2 separate regions of the Muntiacus reevesi genome follow, and region 2 is linked to region 1. Evidence: chromatin contacts called from public Hi-C data. All regions are on one chromosome and are shown on one strand. The core of a region is the stretch at or near the end of the contact, and the rest is flanking DNA. Distances in the headings are between cores, read along the strand shown. Region 1 holds the start of ARMC7 (armadillo repeat containing 7). Region 2 holds the start of GRB2 (growth factor receptor bound protein 2).

Region 1 (3,923 bases), core at 782-3,281:
TCCTGTCTGCACTTGATCACTGTCCACAGCTTGTGCACTGAAGCGGGGGGGGGGGGGGGGGGGGGAGGCGCATCTGGGCACATTTTACCATGTCCTGCCTCCTTCATCTTAACTGAGTGGAAAAGGAGAGCGTTGGAGCTGGTGGGTGGATGAATACCTTTTTTTTTAAGCACTGCATATACGGCATGTGGGGTCTTGAAGTTCCCTGACTAGGACCAATGACCAAACTCATCCATACCCCCTGCAGTGGAAAGCGCTGAGTCTTAATCACTTAACTACCAGGGAGGTCCCTAGATGAATACTTTTTGGTGTTGGTAACCACGTGACTTTGAAACATGCATCCCCTTTTAGGCCCATTCTTGAAAACTGATTTTTCAAGGAAAAAATATATTAGTAAACATTTAGGATAGAGAACTTTGACTTCCTCTGCCTGCCCTCCCCCACTCCCTAGCCCCTGCAAGAGTTGCAATCATCTCTGGGCAGAATTCCTTCAACAAATATTGAGGAACTACTGTGTGTCAGAAACTGGGCAGAAAGGAGTAAGACCTGGTTACAAAACCAAGGACTTAAGAATTCTTTGCAGAGGTGAGGGCCTCGGAAGCCTTAATTCAGTTCACTTCAGGCACTCAGTCGTGTCCAACTCTGCGACCCCATAGACTGCAGCACGCCACGCTTCCCTGTTCATTTCCCAACTCCTGGCGCTTGCTCTAACTCATGTCCATTGAGTTGGTGATGCCATCCAACCATCTCATCCTCTCTCGTCCCCTTCTCCTGCCTTCAGTCTTTCCCAGCATCAGGGTCTTTTCCAAAGCCTTAGGGAGGGACAAGTAACGGACGATGTGATGGCCCATCAGATTCCAGAACCCACACTTGGCTGATCCTGGGATTCCTCTAGAGAGGGTCTAGAGCAGTTCCTGACCAGTGTGGGGTAGAGCCCACGTCTGTCCTGTCCCTAGGTCTTTACTGCCCCATCCAAACAGAAGGAGAGAAGCCCCCTGGCCGCCTTGGGCTGAGATAAAATACTTCCCCAGGTCGAATCAGCTCTCCTTAGAATGTGAAGGGCCTGGTGAGGAGCCTGGGGCCACTGCCCTGCAAGAAGCAGCCGGAGTTCCCAAGCCCCAGGTGTGTGCATAGGGCTGGGGCTGATCACAGGCACCTGGGCCCACCAGGTGGGGGCTGCTCCCAGTGGGGCTGTGGCAAGCTGGAGTGTGGCCGTCACTTTGTCCTTGCACAAGGCCCTTGCCCTTCAGAAACTCACAGCCTAAGCCGCTTCTATCCCCACATTTTCAAGCACCCTGGAGTCCGAGAGGGCCACCTTCCTCCCTGGTGCTCTGTCCCCTGTGCCTGTGAAGTGTGGGTCACCTGCCCCCTTCCTGAGAAACCCCGAGAAAGGACTAGATAGAAGGGCTTCAGCATTCTGGGCTACCCACAACCCAGAAAGCCACCAAAGTGGTATTTCTGGGGTCTGATGGTGCTGCCCCGGGTGCGCCCCGCCACCTGGCAGGCTCAACTCGGGGTTGGGGAGCAGAAGACACCAGGCTAACTGACTTTTGTTTTCATCTTGGCCTCGCCGCGGGCATACAGAGCCATAGTTCCCCCACCAGGGATCCAATCGTGTCCCCTCCACTGGGAGCACAGTCTTAAGCACTGAACCACCAGGGAAGTCCTCACTGGGCTTTTGGGAAGAGCCGACCAGAAGGTAGTGTCAGAAGACCCACAGAGGGGACACAAGGAGCCGACGCTCGCGTCTCCAGGGCGTCCCTTGCTGGTGGAGGGGCGGGGACTGCGGCCAAGCGCGGGGGCATCTGAAGGTGCTTCTACCCCGACAGCCTCCCACACAGGCGACTCCTGGCACCTCTGAGCTCCTAAGGGCTCTAGGGGCACGCCTCAACACAACCGCAGGCTTCAGTTACCACTTCCATCAAGAGGAGGATCGCTGCCTGCAAGAGACAAAACGCTGGAAGCGGGCAGCGTAAGCACACGCAGCTCAGCGAAAGCACACTCAGCTCAGCGACGGTCCCACCCGTTCTGCACCTCGCCCCGCCCCCAACCCATCGCCCCGCCCCCAACCCATCGCCCCGCCCCTTCCGCCCTCTGGGCGGGGCTAAGCGCCGCTTCCCCCGGAAGTCCGGGACCGAGCCGAACGACCCGCCCAGCTGGGCGCTGCCCCTCCCTCCTACGGCGCGCGGGTGGGTCCTCGTCTCCTGCTCCCCAACTTAGGTGTTCAGGCCCAATTCCTGCGAGGTCTTGAGGCCCCACCGCGTCTCCCACAGCCCAGTCTCAGCTGCAAGCTGCTGCAGAGCCTGGAGCCAGGAAAGGAACCTGTTTCCCCTCCCAGGCCCCGCGGAATCAGGTGGGGTCCTCGCCCCTGTCCCCAGCCTCGCCTTCCACACTCTCCCGCCCGCTACCCGGGGCCCCTCGCCGCCCGCGCATGGCCCAGAAGCCGAAGGTAGACCCCCACGTCGGTCGGCTGGGGTACCTGCAGGCGCTGGTCACGGAATTCCAGGAGACGCAGAGCCAAGGTGAGTGCCTCGGGGTGGGGGGGCAGGGGGACCGGGCTGGGGTCCGGCCGCGACCACCGACCGGGCCCTGGAGCCACTGCCCGCTTCTCCACCGCAGACGCCAAGGAGCAAGTGCTGGCCAACCTCGCCAACTTCGCCTATGACCCCGCTAACTACCAGTATCTGCGGCAGCTGCAGGTCCTAGATTTATTCCTCGATTCGCTGTCGGAGGAGAATGAGACCCTGGTGGAGTTTGCTATTGGTAAGAATGGGACGGTCTCCTGGGTGCCTGATGAGATAACAGTTAGAAGTGAGTTGCTGGGAAAGGGCTCTCTTAGGGCCTTACTTAGGCCGTCTCTCAGCAGCGAAGGCAGACTTTCGTAGTGTCTGTAATGCCTCTGAGGCCCACACAGCGTCCAGGTTCACAGGTGGCTTGAGTCTGCCTTGGAACCCAGGCCCAGGACCGTTTCTACTTGTCTACCTTCCCTCTCGGTTAGAGGTGAGATTATAAATGGGAATGGATTGAAGCCCCTTGGAGGGGGGAAAAAAAGTTGAGCGCTCTTTTAAAACCTCTTTATCTTGTTTCACCATCAAGAGAAATAGCAGTCACTCGGAAGGGCTTATGGCACTTGTAGTTGTTCTGGCCTCAGACCTATTGAATTATTCACCTGACAGGTGTTTGTTGGGCAGGTACTGTGTGAGCAAAGTATTGTTCCAAATGCTGGCGAGATGGCCAACAAGTTGGGAAAAAATCTTTGCCCTCAGGGAATTTACATGCTAGCGGAGGGAGACACATGGTTGACAAAAAAGCTGAGGTGCTGAAGAAAGCAGGCTGATGAAGAAGAGCAAGGGGAGAAGGGACTACTTCTGGTTTGGCCCTGGCTGGAAGGCACAGGCCAGGCTAAGACCCTAGAGCAGAAGGAGCCAGAAGGAAGGCTGATGTGGCAGCATTGTGATGAGTGAAGCCGAGAGCGGTACTAAATGAGAGAGAAGGATTTAGTGCTTCTAAATTAGAGAGCACCTCGCACCAGTTTACAGGGATTCAGATCCAGGCATTGGGTGGGAGTTTGGAGTTTATTCTGAGGGCAAACCAACATTCCTGGGACTTCCCTAGTGGTCCAACAATTAGGACTTTGCTCTTCCACTGTAGGGGCGGCAGGTTCCATCCCTGATTAGGGAACTGAGATCCTGCAAAAAGCAAACAAAACCAACATTCTTTTTTCAGCATGTGTCTTTAAAAAAGAACATTTCTTTGCATAGTGAAAGGAATCTTATCTTCATAAGGAATAAACTTAATAATTCCATTGTCACCAAATACCCAGTTAGGCAGACTTCTCTAATAGTTCCCAAGTGGACATATTTTGTTGTTTTGTATAAACTAGGATCCATGGTCTTAATCTGGTTGTTATGTTCCTTAGATCT
Region 2 (3,923 bases), core at 889-3,388, 210 kb after region 1:
GGAGAAAAGTCTCTAAGTACCATTGACTAGTAGTATTTCAAACCCAGCAGTCGAAAACAAAACAAAACACAAACCTAGCAGTCCCTCAAATCTGTATACACTGGCTGAGTAAGTACACTTGCCTCAAGCATTTCAGGGCCTGCTTTTAGTATCAAAGAAAGTTGATTACAAGAATTAACCTTTTTTAATTTTGGGATTCAGAAAATTTTGAACAAAGGAAGGAGTAACAGAACAAAGTTATTTCTTTCTGGGAAAAAAAACAAACAAACAAACAAAAAAAACAACAAAGAGGGCTGATTATAACAGGTGCAGGAAAAGACACCTGATCTCAGAAGCCTGGTAAGGAACAAATTAGTACTATTACCACCAACAAGCTTTTAATTAATTCATCAATGGTCTAAATAAGTTTTATTCCCTTAACTGTATCAGGCTATCTTAAATCTACTGTAATACAGGGTTATCGTTGGTTTTCGTTTTGAACATTCATCACCCAGACTACAAGACAATTTAAGCCCCAAAGTGACCCAATCTCCTTCAGTAACGTGAGAGGCATAGGAAGAGAAGCGTGAGCAGGCAGAAAACCGTGATCTAAACGCGAAGAAAACAACTAAAACATAAAAACACAAGCAAGCTACACTTACGGCCTAGTGGCAGTATTGATTACTTACGGCTGAATTCAATCCTTTGAGCCGCCCAGTTCCCAGTGGGGAGAACTTAGGTCGCGCACGGCTCTCTAGCAACCCTTCTGGCTGACCGAAGGGACACAGTGAACGCTCCAAAGTAAAGGATAAACCAAGAAAGAGGGCATCTTCAGGGAGAGAAACGGGGTCTTAAATGAGGGAGAAAACGAATTATGCCGAAGAGCCCAAAACCTCAAAAAACTGTACCAGAGAGGGGACAATAAGGAGGAAGGGGAAGTAGATAAGAAAAAAACGGGGGGAGGGGGCAAGTGACTTGCATTATACGAGTAAGCATTTAGTGTCCCCAGTGGAAAGAGAGAAATAGAACGAGAAGACAACTGGGTTGCACGGAAGCGAAAGAGAGACTAGAAAGCCAAGGAGACTAATGCTAGTTTCTCTCACATGTCCTTCCCACTTTTTCCGAGAATCAGCAGTACCCAAAGAGACTTCGAGGGCACCTGGGCTCCCCTGCAAATTATACTGTTACTGTACCTGAAGCCAACCTAGGCTTAACTCCCTCAATAATAAGCTGTAACTCACAGGGTTACCATCAGACACACGGAGAGCGCTGCAAAATGAAAAATACCAGGGATTCCCTCCCCTCTCTCCTCGAAGCATTCCAGTCAACTGCTGCTTGTTTCTCTTGACACATGTTTTTTCAAATAGTGTCCCCCCCCCCCCGCCAAAAAAAAAAGCAAAACGCGACAGAAACAAAGCCATTTCGACTGGCTCCGGTAGCAAACGTCCTCACTCATAGATATAATAGGAGTGGTGGGTTTTCTCCCAAAATTCGGCCCCCAAACACCCAGAGATGGTGACGTGGTGGCCGAGCAAATCGAAGAAGCATCAATTACCACGTTCGCAACCGCCGCGAAACCCCTCGCCTCCCGGTGCCGAGTCAGACTGACTCACGGAATGAGCGCCCGGTGTTCTGGGGCTTCTTCTCCCCGGGCCCCTGCGGCGCAAAACCCTCAAAGAAAAGGCATCAAAGTCAATTAGGAACCCACCCACCCCGGCCTCCTGCGCCGCGGTCCGGGGCTCTGTCCAGGGTGAGAGGAGGAACGGTGCCCAGAAAGGAAGCGCCCCAAAAGAGGAAACGTGGAGCCCCGAGCCCGGGGGTTCCGCTCTCCCGACCTCCAGGCCCGGCAGCCCCCGGCTCGCCAGGCCCGGGCCACCCCCCCGAACCCGGGCCAACTCCCGCTACCGAAGGGGGAGGAAGGGGCACCGGGGCAGCCGCGCCACCGCCGGCCGCGCTCACCGTGGCGCAGCTCCTCGGCTTCTGGCCCGGCCGGCCCCTCCGCAGCGGTGCGAGCGGCCGCCGACCCCGCTGCGGCTCCCAGAGGGCAGTGCCTGTCCCCGCCGCCGTCACCGCCACAGTCCTCCCCGTCGTTGGCGCCGCCGCCGCCGTCCGCTCGCTGAAGCAGCACAGCCGCCTAACTTCCGCTCCTCGTCGGGGTCCCGCGAGAACTTGAGCGCGCGACCCCGCCCCGCCCCACCCCCGCGAGACTTCCCCCGGCGGAAAAGGCCCAGAGCGCAAGCGCCCCACCCCCGCCAGGCCCCCGCAGGTAGGCCGGCGACGGGCCAGGGCGCAGGCGCCGGGCCGCCCCGCAGCAGGTGGCCCCGGCCGGGCTCCACCCCCCACCCCGACCCGGGTCTTTGTAACCCTTGCGGTGCCAGAGCGGGTAAATTAGCGCTCTCTCGGAGAAACGACTCTCCTCCACGTGCTGATCGCTTCCTTTCCCCTTCCACCAAACCGAGGCAATTTGGCTGGGGGTGGGTGGGTGGGGAGGTGAGGAAGGAGGAATCTCCAGCGTGAAGCACTCAAAATAGAGGACCTAATCTTCAAATATTTGAGAGTTTGGTCCAAACAAATTCTCCAGTACGCTTGGGCTTCGCTGGTGGCTCAGCTGGTAAAGAATCCGCCCGCAATGCAGGAGACCAGGGTTCGATCGCTGGGTTGGGAAGATCTCCTGGAGAAGGGGTAAGGCTACTCATTCCAGTATTCTGGCCTGGAGAATGGACTATACAGTCCATGGTGTCGCAAAGAGTCGGACACAACTGAGCGACTTTCACTTCACAGCAAACTCTGCAGTATGAGATGAATTAACATATTCGTTCATCTGTTGAATCAAGTGCTTAATACATGCTAAGCGCTCTGCTAACCATAGAAGGTACAACAATGAACAGAAATCCTGGCCCTCAAGGAATCCAGGGTTGTAGAGGAGTGGAAGAAAAAGAAACAAATAATACCACAAATACTGTTAGAATTATTTGGAGTAACTCCGAGGAAGCTAAAAAGATGGGAGAGAGGGGTCACTGCTTTGCCCATCTCAGAAAAGCCTTCCCAGAGAAGGTGATGTCTGAGCCGACTCTTGCAGGATGTGTGGGAGTTCGCTGGAGAAGCCAGGATAAGGGCATTCCAGGCGAAGGGAACACCATGCACATACAAAGGATCGGAGGCGTTAGAGTCCTGTTCCCTGCAATGCTAAGGAGTTCAGTTGATAACCGGGGAGTGGCGGAAGATGAGGCTTGGAGGAGTAGCTATTATTTTTCAATTCCAAAAGCTCTTTGCAGTTAAAGGAGAGAACAGAGCATCCAATGGTAATGTGCTTCCTGGAAGGCAACAAAATAGCTAGAGGTGAGAATATCCAAACGTCTGATCCTATAGAGAAAACAAGCCCACTGAAATGACAAGAATGAATTGTTCTTTCACTCAGTATTTGTTGAGCATCAGCTGCTTGCCAGGCACTGTGCAGAGTGATAGATGAACCCTACAGAGCCTCTGCTTTCAGCAGTGTGTCTTCTAGAAGAGAGTTGCCTAGTCTGCAAGGCAAAACAGTTGGTCCTGAGGGCTACTGAACTACATACAGGACTGCAGAGGAGTTACTTGGTGCTCAGATTGTCAGGGAGGACTTGGTGTTTGAACTGCAACATGAAAGCAAGGAAGAAAGAGTGATGAAATCAGCCAATATTTCAGATTGACCAGAGTTTAGGATTTAGGGGGAGGAGTAATGAGAAGCAAGGCCAAGATGCACAGTTTAGGCTTCACTGACAAGTAACATCCTCTGAAAGTTTTTAAGCAGGAGATGTCTGACAGGAAAACAGCAAGAGGTATCTATTTACCACCTGACTTGTACTGAAGTCACAGTATTTTTACTGTGTATAGTATCCCCATTTCGCAAACTGGGAAACTGATGCTTAAAGAGGTTAGAAACTCACCCAAGGAAACCCAAATATAGTAGA

Evidence for each region. Hi-C and Micro-C count contacts between places; a contact is called where the count stands out from the background.
Region 2: a contact with region 1 is called in a Hi-C map of blood, with 6 times the contacts expected there. The contact joins the promoter of GRB2 here to the promoter of ARMC7 in region 1. A contact is called at or near these places in 2 of 3 Hi-C or Micro-C datasets (blood and muscle).

What each region holds. Positions count from the first base shown.
Region 1 is chr18:6,731,312-6,735,234 of mMunRee1.1, forward strand. ARMC7 (armadillo repeat containing 7) reads left to right here and starts at 2,032. Exons shown (of 4, transcript XM_065908837.1): 1 at 2,032-2,522; 2 at 2,620-2,763. The coding sequence starts at 2,432. It overlaps SLC16A5 (solute carrier family 16 member 5), which reads left to right. Exons shown (of 6, transcript XM_065908829.1): 6 at 1-2,007.
Region 2 is chr18:6,941,987-6,945,909 of mMunRee1.1, forward strand. It overlaps GRB2 (growth factor receptor bound protein 2), which reads right to left and starts at 2,139. Exons shown (of 7, transcript XM_065908994.1): 1 at 1,939-2,139; 2 at 1,535-1,650.